Regions from separate parts of the Mus musculus genome. Here regions 1 and 2 are each linked to region 3. A link is a contact called in public Hi-C and promoter capture Hi-C data. All regions are on one chromosome and are shown on one strand. The core of a region is the stretch at or near the end of the contact, and the rest is flanking DNA. Distances in the headings are between cores, read along the strand shown. Region 1 holds the start of Trim3 (tripartite motif-containing 3). Region 2 holds the start of Fam160a2 (family with sequence similarity 160, member A2). Region 3 holds the start of Eif3f (eukaryotic translation initiation factor 3, subunit F).

Evidence for each region. Promoter capture Hi-C pulls out the DNA fragments that hold promoters and counts their contacts. Hi-C and Micro-C count contacts between places; a contact is called where the count stands out from the background.
Region 1: a contact with region 3 is called in a Hi-C map of CD8 T cells, with 8 times the contacts expected there. The contact joins the promoter of Trim3 here to the promoter of Eif3f in region 3. A contact is called at or near these places in 3 of 39 promoter capture datasets (cranial neural crest, frontonasal cranial neural crest and pre-B cells) and 4 of 484 Hi-C or Micro-C datasets (CD4 T cells and CD8 T cells).
Region 2: a promoter capture Hi-C map of pre-B cells shows a contact between it and region 3. The contact joins the promoter of Fam160a2 here to the promoter of Eif3f in region 3. A contact is called at or near these places in 2 of 39 promoter capture datasets (cranial neural crest and pre-B cells), 1 of 484 Hi-C or Micro-C datasets (pre-B cells) and 1 of 9 other capture datasets (liver).

What each region holds. Positions count from the first base shown.
Region 1 is chr7:105,631,843-105,635,649 of GRCm38.p6, forward strand. Trim3 (tripartite motif-containing 3) reads right to left here and starts at 1,729. Exons shown (of 12, transcript NM_001285870.1): 1 at 1,535-1,729. It overlaps Arfip2 (ADP-ribosylation factor interacting protein 2), which reads right to left. Exons shown (of 8, transcript NM_029802.4): 8 at 2,359-3,807.
Region 2 is chr7:105,397,446-105,401,731 of GRCm38.p6, forward strand. It overlaps Fam160a2 (family with sequence similarity 160, member A2), which reads right to left and starts at 2,609. Exons shown (of 12, transcript NM_199009.3): 1 at 2,439-2,609. It also overlaps a transcript of Cnga4 not described here.
Region 3 is chr7:108,931,688-108,935,933 of GRCm38.p6, forward strand. It overlaps Eif3f (eukaryotic translation initiation factor 3, subunit F), which reads left to right and starts at 2,728. Exons shown (of 8, transcript NM_025344.2): 1 at 2,728-3,120. The coding sequence starts at 2,745.

The DNA.
Region 1 (3,807 bases), core at 479-2,978, 3.3 Mb before region 3:
GCAACTTTTTACCCCATACCCATATTTGTAAAATGGGAGGAAGAGGATGGTCTTGTTTTCAAAAATCAAGGCTCCTTCAGACTGCAATGTGCCATGACTAGATCCTAATACAAACTACTTTGATGATTTGACTGCTAACTTCCATCACATGGTTAGGCATGTTAGAGAGTGCTCACAGGCGACCCCTCCTCTTGCTTTCCAAAATAAATGTTTTCTGAGATTGTCACCTTGGCATTCACTCTCAGGACTCTCCTCTATAGCAATCACATATCTTCTGAACAAAGGCGATACTATCCCACCTATGGTTCTTTTTTTTCTCAAGTTCCATGAGCAGAAATGCCACTGTCCCCTAAGCAGTTGAGCTGGTAACTACCATATAGAAAGTACTCAATAGATGCTGGTGACAGAAGAGTTATGTTTAAACTCTGCAGGTTCCTCTCAGCAAAGAGAAGCAAAATCAAAAGCAGAGACAAGACAAAGGAACAAAATTCCAAGGAGAGAGACCTCTATAACACAAGGTAGCTTCCCACAGTCTAAGCAGTTAAGAGGTAATATCACTGGAGGCATCCAAGCCGAGAGAGGCAGGGCACCTGTCAGGCCTGCCGCTCACATTCCCATTCTGCAGCAAACCAGACCCCTGCCTAGGAGATAGGCACTGATACGCTGCACAGTATGTCTGGAGACCTGGATAATCACTGCATCCACCCTGGAATCTCAGATCTTCCCTCTGGAGCAAGTCCTGGGTTTTAGCGGTCCGCATAGGACTCCCACACCAGGAACATGCACAGGGCCTGCCTTTTTTTTTTTTTTTTTTTTTTTTTTTGAAGTCAGAATGACCTCCCTGGGGTGCAGCCTGCCCTTCCAACCTGCAACCATCTGTCCCTGCAGATTTGTGGCCCAGGTTCTGAAACCAAGTGCAGGGGGAAGGAGGTGGAAACCAGGGAGGGGACAGGAGTCCTCCAGTCAGGGCCCAGGCTAAGGGAGAACTAGAGGGGTCCTTTCCTACAAGACACAGCCTCTGCAGGAAGCTTCCTGTCCAGCAAGCAGTGCCCGCAGTGGAGGAAGGATGTCCTCCATCCTGGCTGGTGGGCTTCTTGGTGCCTAAGGAGGACGGAGAAGGGAGCAGGGGTGGAGGAGTCTGCACTCAGGAGAAAGGAACCCTTTGGACGAGCGGGGCCACAAGATTCCAGAGTGCCAATCAGCAACCCCACCCACCCACCCCCAACACCATCGGCCGCAGCTTTCGGTACCCTCCGCCAACACAGAGACTCCCAAAACCCGCGCTCCTAAAATGAACCATCACCCATCCACCCGCGCCTCCCCCCACCACACAGCCCGCAAACACGGACCTCACGTGAGCAGCCACAGCCCAAAGAATCCCCCGCTGCTCTCACAGACACGGACACGCCTCACGTGGACAGAGACAGGAACAGCTTTTGAAAAGCATCCGCGCCCCCACCCAAAGACGCTCGGACCCACACACCGCCGCTAGCACCAGGACCCGCACCCCGATACACAGGTGGACCAGACGCACCCTTGGGGCCCGCGCGGCGCACTCACGGCGTGGGAGCAGGATGGGAGGGCAAGGCCCGGACTGCAGCCACTCGGAGCGGCCCGCAGCGCTGCCCCCGCTGCCAGCGCCCGTCCGCCCGGCCCTGCCCGCGGCGCCGCCCCACGTCCCGCGCCTCCGTCTGTCCCCGCGCCGGCGCCGCTGCCGCTGGACCCGTCGCACAGGCCGGAGGGAGGGGCCGGGGCGGGGCTGCGGACCGGTCGGGGGAGGGGGCGACTCCGGAGCCGAAGGCCCGCCCCAACCACGCCCCCACCTCTCAGACCACGCCCGCCAGCCCCTCCGCCCTTGCGGCTCTTGGCTCTCCCTCTGCGGTGCGGTTTGGAGCTGGCAAGCGGATCCCGGATCCTAGATCCTAGATCCGGGATCCTCGCCTGCTGCCTCTGGCTCACGAGGCCTAAGGGCGAGGGTGAGTAGCTGAGGTCTGATAGTGGCACTTGATGCCTTCAAGTAAAAGCAGCTAGAACCAGCTTTAGTACTCCGAGAGTCCGTTCCTGCTGCTTCTGGTCGCTCCTTCCTGGGCTTTCCCGGAGGCTCCTGTGAAATCTGCTAGTTTGGTTTCCACTGAGCAAGAGGGAGGGGGACCACCTGTACCTCAACCCAGAACTCTAGGAGAAGGGGTTTGCAGGCCAAGTGGGAGACTTCTTTTCGGTTTTAGGTTCCTCAGGTGCCGCCTGAGGAAATTTGGTTTAGACCATCCAGCGCGACTCCTTCCTTACACCAAAGACCCAGAGCAATTCTCAGAATCATTGCATTATGGAAAAACAGCCTAGGTACAATACAATAAAAACTGTACATTAACAGGGACTGAGTGTTTATTACGTGCCAGACAGAGCTAATCACTTTACATACATTATCTCATTTAATACGCATAACCGTAATCGGTAGCTGCTTTTATTAGCAGCTTTACAACGGAAGGAGCGGAGCGAGCTTATGTTCCCCAGGCATTAATCCTAATCAGCTAGAAAATGGTGGAGCCATGTTTGGGCTCTGCTTTCAGGTTCTGTCTCCAACCATTTGAAGATTCAATGCCCTTACAACAAAAATCCTCAGTGGCCCATAAAGTAGGGGGCTAATAAGAGAACCAGCACCTCTAATAATCAAGGCAGACAGCTGACTACATAAAGGCTAATTAAAGCCCCAGAAGCCTGGCTGGGGATTGCAGTTATCACTGACAAAGAGTCAAGTCAGAGTGGTGTGCACCCTGTGCTGTGGGAACCTGCTGACTGGGTTGGTCCCCTTTCTCCACCCTCTAGAGGGGACAGAATGCTGAAGAAGTCTGCAGTTGTCTTTGGACCTGTAGTTGACCGCACTCAAGCCCTGTCTAAAGTGCTGCTGGGAGTTTTCTTGTGATTTCTTATACAATTAAGGTTTGACTTCAACAAGAGCAGTGCAGGTTGCAGCAGGTGCGGTGAGAATGCCTTTATCTCTGCGGTAGCTACTCACTGGATGTGAAGGAGCTCAGGCAGGGTTCATGCTTAGAGTGACAAGCAAGGGTCACTAGGCTACCCAATAGTCCAGGAAGTATGTTCTCTACACTTCGCTTCTCCCGTGCTGCCAGACCTCTAAGAGGTTTCTTAGTTCCATTTCTCCAAAGATCAAGTCTGCCTCTTGTCTCTCACCCACTTAATTTTTCATTCTGGACTGAATTCTTATTCAGACTTTATGAGCATTGGCCTTTCTTCCTCAGCTGTTCGCTACTTACTTTTCAGATCTCAGCTTTTAAACTGGCATCGCCATCCCTACCTCAGTCTAAGCTAGATGCCCCTTATCTGGTGCTCCCACTGCATCTTGTATCCTAGCATTTCTCATTGTATTGTAGTTGCCTGGTTACTTGTCTCTATCCCCCACTAGGCCTTAAGCACTGTGAGCAGGGACTGCGTTTTATTCACTGATGTTTCCCCAGGGCCTAACGCAGTGCCTGGCAAATAAAAGCACTCAGTAAACATCGGCTGTATGATTGAATGCATGATGGTTAGCCGGCCCAACCCCCTCTGGACCCTATGCTCTTCAGACACATAGATTGCCTTGGTGCTAACGGGAAGAGAAAAATAAAGCGTTGGCTCTGAAAGTGAGGGGCATCAGGCCTTCGGCAGCTTCTCAAACTTAGCTGCAGCTCTTCTGAATTCATAGGAACTGAATGCAAGATTACTGGGCATTTCTTACCAATCCACCCTCCTCTAGTCCCCCACAAATTGACCTCACTGGGCCTGCTTTTATGAAAGGTTTATTCCTAGTGC
Region 2 (4,286 bases), core at 1,359-3,858, 3.5 Mb before region 3:
GCCTCATCTGGGGAGAGGGACAAAAAAAAAAGGAGTGGGGGAGGGAGAGGGGAGGAGAGAAAGGCAAAGAAATTCTCTAACATTATCAGTAATACGCCCAATACTATACATGCCCATTCCATGTCATTGATACAATATTAAACAAAGCTCTCATCCCTATGACATGCTCACGCCCCTTAATTTTTTTGTTAACAATTACAAATCATAAAGAAATACTACTTGCAGGTATGAGGTCCTCTATTTCATCACTTTTCCAATATATAATGTGCCCTTTGCCCACACTGCCTTTACTTTCTATTACAAATCTTCCTTCCTCTAGTCACTAGCACTATGAAGATGCCAAACTGACTTGTTTTGTCCCTCTACCCTGTGAAACTGCTAGCTTCTGAATCTGACTCATCTCTAAAATTCCTTCCTTTGCCTACTTCACAAGGTATCAACATAATTTCAGCAAATTTTAAGGATGCTATGTAAAGCATGTCACTTTGATTTTATAATGAATTAATATAATATGTAAGCATGCATGCTACTCAGATATCTAAAGTTACATAAAATTACTATATAAGTACATGGTTCTTCAACCTAAAACAACACACACACCACTATCATTCTGAATGTCAGGATTTCATAAACCAGTAAAATATTTATTTTTTAAAAAGGTGATCAACTTTTTATTTTCATCATTTTCTTTAAACCTACCATGTACTTTACCACTAATTATTTCTCCAGTGAAAGAGCAAAGAGCACCTTAACACCAAAAAAGAACAATAATATTAGAATAAGTTACCCCTGCCCCTCTTTTGGCAGTGTTGGGATCAAACTTATAGTTTTGAATATGGAAGGGCACTCTCCCACTGAGCCACTCCCCCAGGATATAACTTTATTTTTAGTTCTTTCATCCTGTCTTATACAGATGAACGCTACCATGGACTGGATCCACAGGTCAGTGTTTGGGAACCACTACTACAACCTGTTATGCTTGTCGGTCCTCAAAAGTTCTGATTATCTGGCCAGACATATCATTATGAAGAAGGCCTCTTTGGTCTCCAGAGAGAAGAAAATATACCACAAGATAAAATAACTAGCTCTGAAGCTGAGATTCTTTAACAGAATATAAACTGAGGCTGCCTCAAATTCTCTAGGGATAGTCTTCATAGAAAGACCTAAATACTGTTATGGTTAAAGGAGGTTCAAGACACCTCAACTACATAGCCGACTGTCAGATCAGAGAGAAGATCCAGAGAATGGATCATATCACTAGTGAGACTAACTTCCCCAAATTCATGTCTGTGTGGATAAGGAGATGGACTTATAAAATACAAATAAAATGAACTTAATTATAGGATACAGAGGGAAATATGAGCTGTAAAATAGAGAAAACTTTTCAGGTGGTCTAAGTGTTTGGCATCTTGATTTCACAAATATGCACATATGTCAAAACATGTACACTTAAAGTATAAGCATTTACTGTACAAAAATTTGCTTCCACAAAGTCATGGGTTTTTTGTTCCTGCTTTTCAAACTCCTAAGAAGAGCAAACCTAAACACAGTGCTGCATATAACAAGCCATGTGACTTCCATGAAAGCAACTGCTCGTCCAATACAGATGACAGCAACAGGGAAGGAGGAATGTAGTAAGGGTGCCCAGAAGCAGGCAGAGAGAAAATATGGGTAGTTCTCTCTCTCCACCTCTCAAAACACAAAAACAAACTTCCTGATGGCCTCATTTTAAAGTCTGCCTTACAAAAGCAGAACCTGAGGAAACTGTGGTTCCATTATTACTCTGTAGATGACTAAACCTCAAACATTTTCCTTATCACAGTTACTGTTGCTTATGATGCTGTTTTGTGTGTGGTGTTTGGGGTTTGTTATTGTGGTTCTGGGGTTTTTTTTTTTTTCCTCCTCTCTCACTCTCTAACATATCTATGGGCACAGGGCGGCCAAGTGCACAACACTTGCGCCTGTACTTTACTTGATCGTAAACTATTGCTCTCCCTGGACAGGGCATCCAAGGAGGCCCCACAACCAACCTCAGCTCTCATGCAAGTCTCATAACCCTCAAGCCCCTTTCCTCCTCTGCCCTGCTTTCAACTGCTACACCAAGGCACAGCCATCCCCCGCTGGTTCCCGCCTTGGCCTTTAACGCTCCCCATCCCCGCACAGGCCTTACCCCCTCAACTCTTGTCCCAGGACGTCCCTCACCTTTCCAAGCTCAGCGAACCCACACCCTTTGCAAACGGTGGTTATGAGTTCCTTCAACTGGGCCCTTCGGAGCTGGGCCCAGGATCCCCTCCAGCGGGCTTCTTCCTGGTGCACAGCACCTAGGCTGTCCCCTGCCCCCCTACCTCAGATGTTCGCAGCCCCTCACCACCTGCCAACCCTTCACCCTGTCCCTTCAATTCCAAACCCGGTGCCGTCATCCCGAATCCCCTCGGCACCTTGCGCCTCTGCGCGCGCCGCGGCCCACGCGTCTCTTTCACTTGCACCACGCCGCCCTGCCCGGGCCTGTCGGCGGCCGGGCTAGGTGAGTTCAGGCCGCCGCCATCGCTCCTCAGGCGAACCAGCCGCGCCCCGCCCCGCGCCACACGCAGCCCGCGCCCCCGCGCACCTCACGCAACCGCCCAGTGACGCACGGCTGGGCAGCGGCGTGCCAGCTCATTGGTCCGGCCAGGCCCCAGCCAGAGCGTCGACGCCCGTTTCCTGGCAACGGCCGAGCGCAGGGGCGGGGTCTCCGTCCGCATTCCAAGAAAGGAGCGGCTCCACACTCTCAGGCCCCGCCCCCTCGACCCGCAGACTCCGCCCTTCTGAGGATTCTGGCGTTTTATAGGGGACGACTGAGAAGAGGCGGGGACAGAGGAGAGAAATTCGAACCGGAGGGCAGAAGGCTGCTCTAAGGGAGGGACAAGCTTCTGAGGCTAGGAAAGAGTAGGCTTTGGAAGGCACTGGGAGAGATAGAGGGCGAGGACGAGGGGGCGGGAACACAGGCCCTGGGCGGTGCTTATAGCGTCAAGTGGGCAGGGCTTTTCCTAAAGGATAGGCCAAGGGCCAGTCTGTGGGCAGGGCTGTAGAAAGCTCTCCTAGACCAGGCTGTTTGCTACCAAGCTAGTTTGTTTCCACCAGACTTATGCACGCCGGTTGGATTCTACCTTCCTACCCGTGAAGACCGCCTCTTCCTAGCTCTCCCGAAGCTTCCGTGACCTCGTAGAACGTGGAATAAGTTCCTACATGACAGCCTGGATTCCTGATCCGTTAGAACCTGTCTCAGTCTTAGGGCTGCGAAAGGAAAAGCGTCTAGAAGCAGCACTTAGCATGATCCCTGTTCATAGAGGATGAAAGAGCTGAGAGATGGCTTCAGGGAGAAATGCTGGCTGAAACAAGAGTGAGAAACACTAAGAGAATTAGCAGTTTCCGATAAAATCTGTAGTTGATTCTATCAGTGTTACCTGATTGTGATCATTCTGTGATTACATAATATGATGGATGACAGGGGGGCATGGGTAAGGAGTTTACAGCTTTGTGTGTTGTTTTTGTGACTTTTCTGTGATTCTAAAACTGGTTCAAATTAAAAGTATCCATAAAGAAGAAAGAAATAAAAATTTCACCCTAAAGAATTAGCTATCCCAAGGCAAGGCAGAATGGTCAAGACCCGGAGAACACCTGGAGCTGGGAGCATGCAAAGCAAAGATCAGATGAGAATGAAAACGGAATATATAATACTGCGGGACTAGTTGACCGTGTTAGTTTATATTATAGTCTTGGAATTTTATACATAGTCAGGTGGACAGGGCACCTTTGCAAATGGTCATTCAAAAGCAAAGCCCAAAATAGGATCAAAAGGATGTAGAAAAGGGAGTTTGTGGACACTGGGAAGGGTTTGAGACTTGGGTAAAGGGAAGGGAAAGGATTAAATATTGACATCCTGTATAAATTAAAAACCATCAAAGGGAACCAGAGAGATACCATCCTGGTTAAAGCACTGGCTGAGCAAACGTGACAGCCAGAGTTCAAATTCCCCAGAATCTACATAAATACCGGGTGGGTGTTGTGATCCACCGGGATCTGTCCTTGAAAGGTGACTCTGTTTTATTGAGAGAACCTGTCTCATTAAATCAGATGGAAGAACAAACAAGTGTGATTCCTTCCATCAGTCTCAGGCCTCCACAAGCACACACACACACACACACACACCACTCAAGGGCATACTCACAAATTTCCAGAGCTGAGGCATTGTTATGAGAGGTGGGAGTGACAGTGACTAGAAAGAAGAAGAGTGACTCCTCAAGCTT
Region 3 (4,246 bases), core at 1,478-3,977:
AAAGAGAGGAATAGGTTGGGGTTGGTGAGGTGGCTCAGTGATTAAGAGCACTGGCTACTCTTCCAGAGGTCCTGAGTTCAATTCCCAGCAGTCACATGGTGGCTCACAACCATCTGTAATGGGATCTCATGCCTTCTTCTGGTGCATCTGAAAACAGTGTACTCATGTACATTCAATAAATAAATAAATAAATAAATAATCTTTAAAGAGAGAGAGAGAATCGGTGGGAATATCCACCTGAGTACAAAGAATCTATGCCAACAAGAAAGCTTTTTAAAGGAGCTAAGGAGATAGTTCAGCAGGGAAGAGCACTTGCTATGCAAGCATGAGGACCTGAGTTATAATCCCAGCACCCACATAAATCCAGGAGTGGTAGCTCGTGAGCCTGCAACCCCAGCATTGTAGATGGTGAGACAGAGGATGCTGGGGTTTGCTGACTACCAGCCTAGCGCCAGGCTCAGTGAGAGACACAGTCTTAAGGGAATAGGGAAGAGGGTGATAGAGCAGGACACCCAATGTCCTTCATGTCTGGCACACACACACACACACACACACACACACACCTATGCATATAGTACACACACATGAAAACTTTAATAAAAGAAAAAGGATGCTGGACAGTGGTGGCACACACCTTTAATCCCAGCATTCAGGGAGGCAGAGCCAAGTGGATCTCTAAGTTCCAGGACAGTCAGGGCCACACAGAGAAACCTTGTTTTGAAAAGAGAAAGTAAAAAGAGCTTCCTACACTACTAACTCTGCGAAGCATCATGAGTTACCTCTGGCCTTCTGAATAAAACTAAAACATTGGTTCATGAGGTTTGAGCCTGCTGGCTTTCAATATCAAACCAATACCTCCAGCTTGCTGCCTGAAGATCATAAAACACTCATTTCCTTTATAAAAACAAACGTATTTTGAAGATTTTATTTTCTTAATTGTGTATGCATGTGTCTGTGACTGGGTATGTATGTACATGTGAGTGCAATGCCTGTGGAGGCCAGAAGAGGACATAGGTTTCTCTGGAACTAGAGTTGTGTGTAGCTGTGAGCCACCAACCAACCCTTCCCCTTGCTGGAACCTCAATGCAGATTTTCTGCAACAACAGAGAATCTCTGTGTGTCTCTCTGTCTCTCTCTCTCTCTGTGTCTCTGTGTGTGTGTGTGTGTGTGTGTGTGTGTGTGTGTGTGTGTGTGTTTCTCTCTCACTGAACTATCTTTCTACTGCCCAAATTTTTTTATAGCATAGGAGTCTTTTTAAAAAGATTTATCTGCCGGGCATGGTGGCGCACGCCTTTAATCCCAGCACTCGGGAGGCAGAGGCAGGCGGATTTCTGAGTTCGAGGCCAGCCTGGTCTACAAAGTGAGTTCCAGGACAGCCAGGGCTATACAGAGAAACCCTGTCTCAAAAAACCAAAAAATAAAAATAAAAAATGAAAATATTTATTTATCTATTACACACACACACACACTGTCCCTATCTTCAGACACACCAGAAGGAGGCATCAGATCCTATTACAAATGATTGTAAGCCACTGTGTAGTTGCTGGGAATTGAACTTAGGACCTTTGGAAGAGGTTATTGCAGAGAATCTGCGTTGAGGTTCTAGCAAGGGGAAGGGGTTGGTTGGTGGCTTACAGCTACTCACAACTCTAGTTGTGTTCCTAACCGCTGAGCCATCTCTCCAGTACCAGCATAGGAGTCTTCATAATTAGCTCCTGGCCCTGCTTAGAGATCTATCCTTTCTTTTGATAATGCCATTTAACCACCAAATTCTTTCTTTAAATGTACTAGTCTTGCTCTCATTCACCTTAAGCCCTCTACATGAACTGTTCACTCCACCAGAAGAGCTCTCCCTACAAAACCCCAAATAATAGTTGGCTGCCTGAATTCTTCAAGTTTCCACTCCAACTTGATACCCTCATTGTATCCTACTCTAACCCTTCATAATCTTTCATGCTCTCATAACCTCCACTGATCATTTCTTTCTCATAGCACAGTCAAATAGTAATAATAATTTACTGTGTATCGAAGCACTTTCTAACCTAATGTAGGATTTAGTCCTTTTCTCTCCCCCAAAGAGAATGCAACCCTTTGCTATTTAGTTCACTTATATACCCTAGCATATAAGAGAGAGTCTGGTGCATATTAAGCATTTAAATTGTTGAATGAATATGCCTCCCTAATGATGCCTTATGAAGCCATCACAAATAAAGCACTATTGGTCAGGCATGATGATTCCTGCCTATAGTCCTAGCATTCGGGAAGCAGAGGCAGGAAAGTTGAGGTAAGTTCCAGGCCAACCTAACCTATATGGCTAGGCGTGGAATGCAAAGTAGATCCTGAGTCCAAATTTTAATTCATTGATTAATAAGTTAAATGGATGTAACAGTGAATCCCCTGTAAGACTGATATTTAATATCCATTTAAGTCTTAAACAATTGCGACCTTTACACTACTCTGTGCCGCCACCTGGTGGCAACTGTGTAGATTGCTAGTTGCTTCCTCCCCATTCCCACCCCAGGAAGTCCTAAAGTTACTAGGAACTACTCTGGACTCCTACACACTGAGTGCGCATCGGACAGAAATTAAAGCGCACACCGCGCACTAAAACTTACAACTAGCCGGAAATTTCATGTCCAATAGTCATCAAGATATGATTCACGTGGTATAAATTTAGCCAATCAAATTTCTAATTCCTCCAACTCACGCTCTTCTGTTCTAGGCTCTCTCTCTTTCTCGGCAAGATGGCTTCTCCGGCCGTACCGGCTAATGTCCCTCCTGCCACTGCAGCCGCAGCCCCGGCGCCGGTCGTCACCGCAGCCCCGGCTTCAGCCCCGACCCCATCCACGCCAGCTCCGACACCGGCTGCGACTCCCGCTGCGTCCCCGGCGCCCGTCTCGTCTGATCCTGCTGTAGCTGCGCCTGCAGCCCCGGGCCAGACCCCAGCCTCCGCGCCAGCCCCAGCGCAGACGCCGGCGCCTTCGCAGCCCGGGCCCGCCCTCCCGGGGCCTTTCCCGGGCGGCCGCGTGGTCAGGCTACACCCCGTCATTTTGGCCTCGATCGTGGACAGCTACGAACGCCGCAACGAGGGAGCTGCCCGAGTTATTGGAACCCTGTTGGGTGAGTTCTGGGGAAATTAATGTTTTCTTCCTGTGCATCTTACTATTCCTCTCGTTCCATCGCCCCTGAACTCTTAGCCTGTTTCTCTTTTTGCACCTTCCTACTGTGGCTTGCCTTCCCGAGTGATCTGAATTCAGCCGAATTGCCGTTAAGCCACAGAAATGTGCAAGGAGTAGGTATAAGCTATTGCGTAGTTTGTGATACTTGATCTACATGTTATTTTATACTCCCAACAACGTGGTACTGAGAGGGCATGCTGCCAAAAATGAAAGCTCAAATGACAGCAAGTTCAAAGCCCTTGACCCGTTAAACAGAGTACCCACATGCCCTCTCTTATGCAGTGACCTACCACCACCCCAGCACAAACAGAAAGTGCCCACCACCCATGTTAGGGAAGAGGATGTGTCAGAAGCTTCCTCCAACTCAAATAAACCAGGTATATTTGTAACATATTCTGGATATATAATATCTAGCTTTCCTAAACTTTTCAGACAGGCACGTGTCCCAAGGTTTTCCTACATACTGGTTCATAAACCCTAGATATGCTCAGCTCCAAGTTCTACCCCCACCCCCAACCCCCACCTCACTCCTCTGATTTTTCATTTGGACACAGACTGTTGTTGTATTATGTGTCCGTCGCTAACCTTCAAGATGAAGAGAAGCCAACTATCTGAAGAGGTTGGCATCCCAGGCTTACGGGAGGGTGGCAGGAAGTGAAGCCCTCAGTGGTTTGGTCACCTGCCTGTGGGGCAGGACTCACAGGGAGCTGAGAAGACTCCTCCAGGCTGGTCTCTGCAGAGGCCCATGACCAGCACTCATTCCAGAGCCGAGGCAGGGGAAACTAGAGAACATGCCTGCTTTGTGGAAAGTAGTAGACCTGAGTTGGGCCTGGACAGCAGATTGAGGGCTGAAGCAGAGCACCTGCAAAGGGGAGGCAGAGAGAGGCAGAGAGTGGACGCAAGGAAATAGAGCTCGCAGGTCAAGGCGTGACAGAACTGCAGCATGAGAGGGGTTTGGGTGAGTTCTAGAGCTGCCGTTGTGCATACAAGAAGAAAGGACAGAGTGTGGCTTGGGCTTGGTATTCCTTGTGAGGTGCCCCTGAGTGTACCAGTGGGTTGGTCAAGTA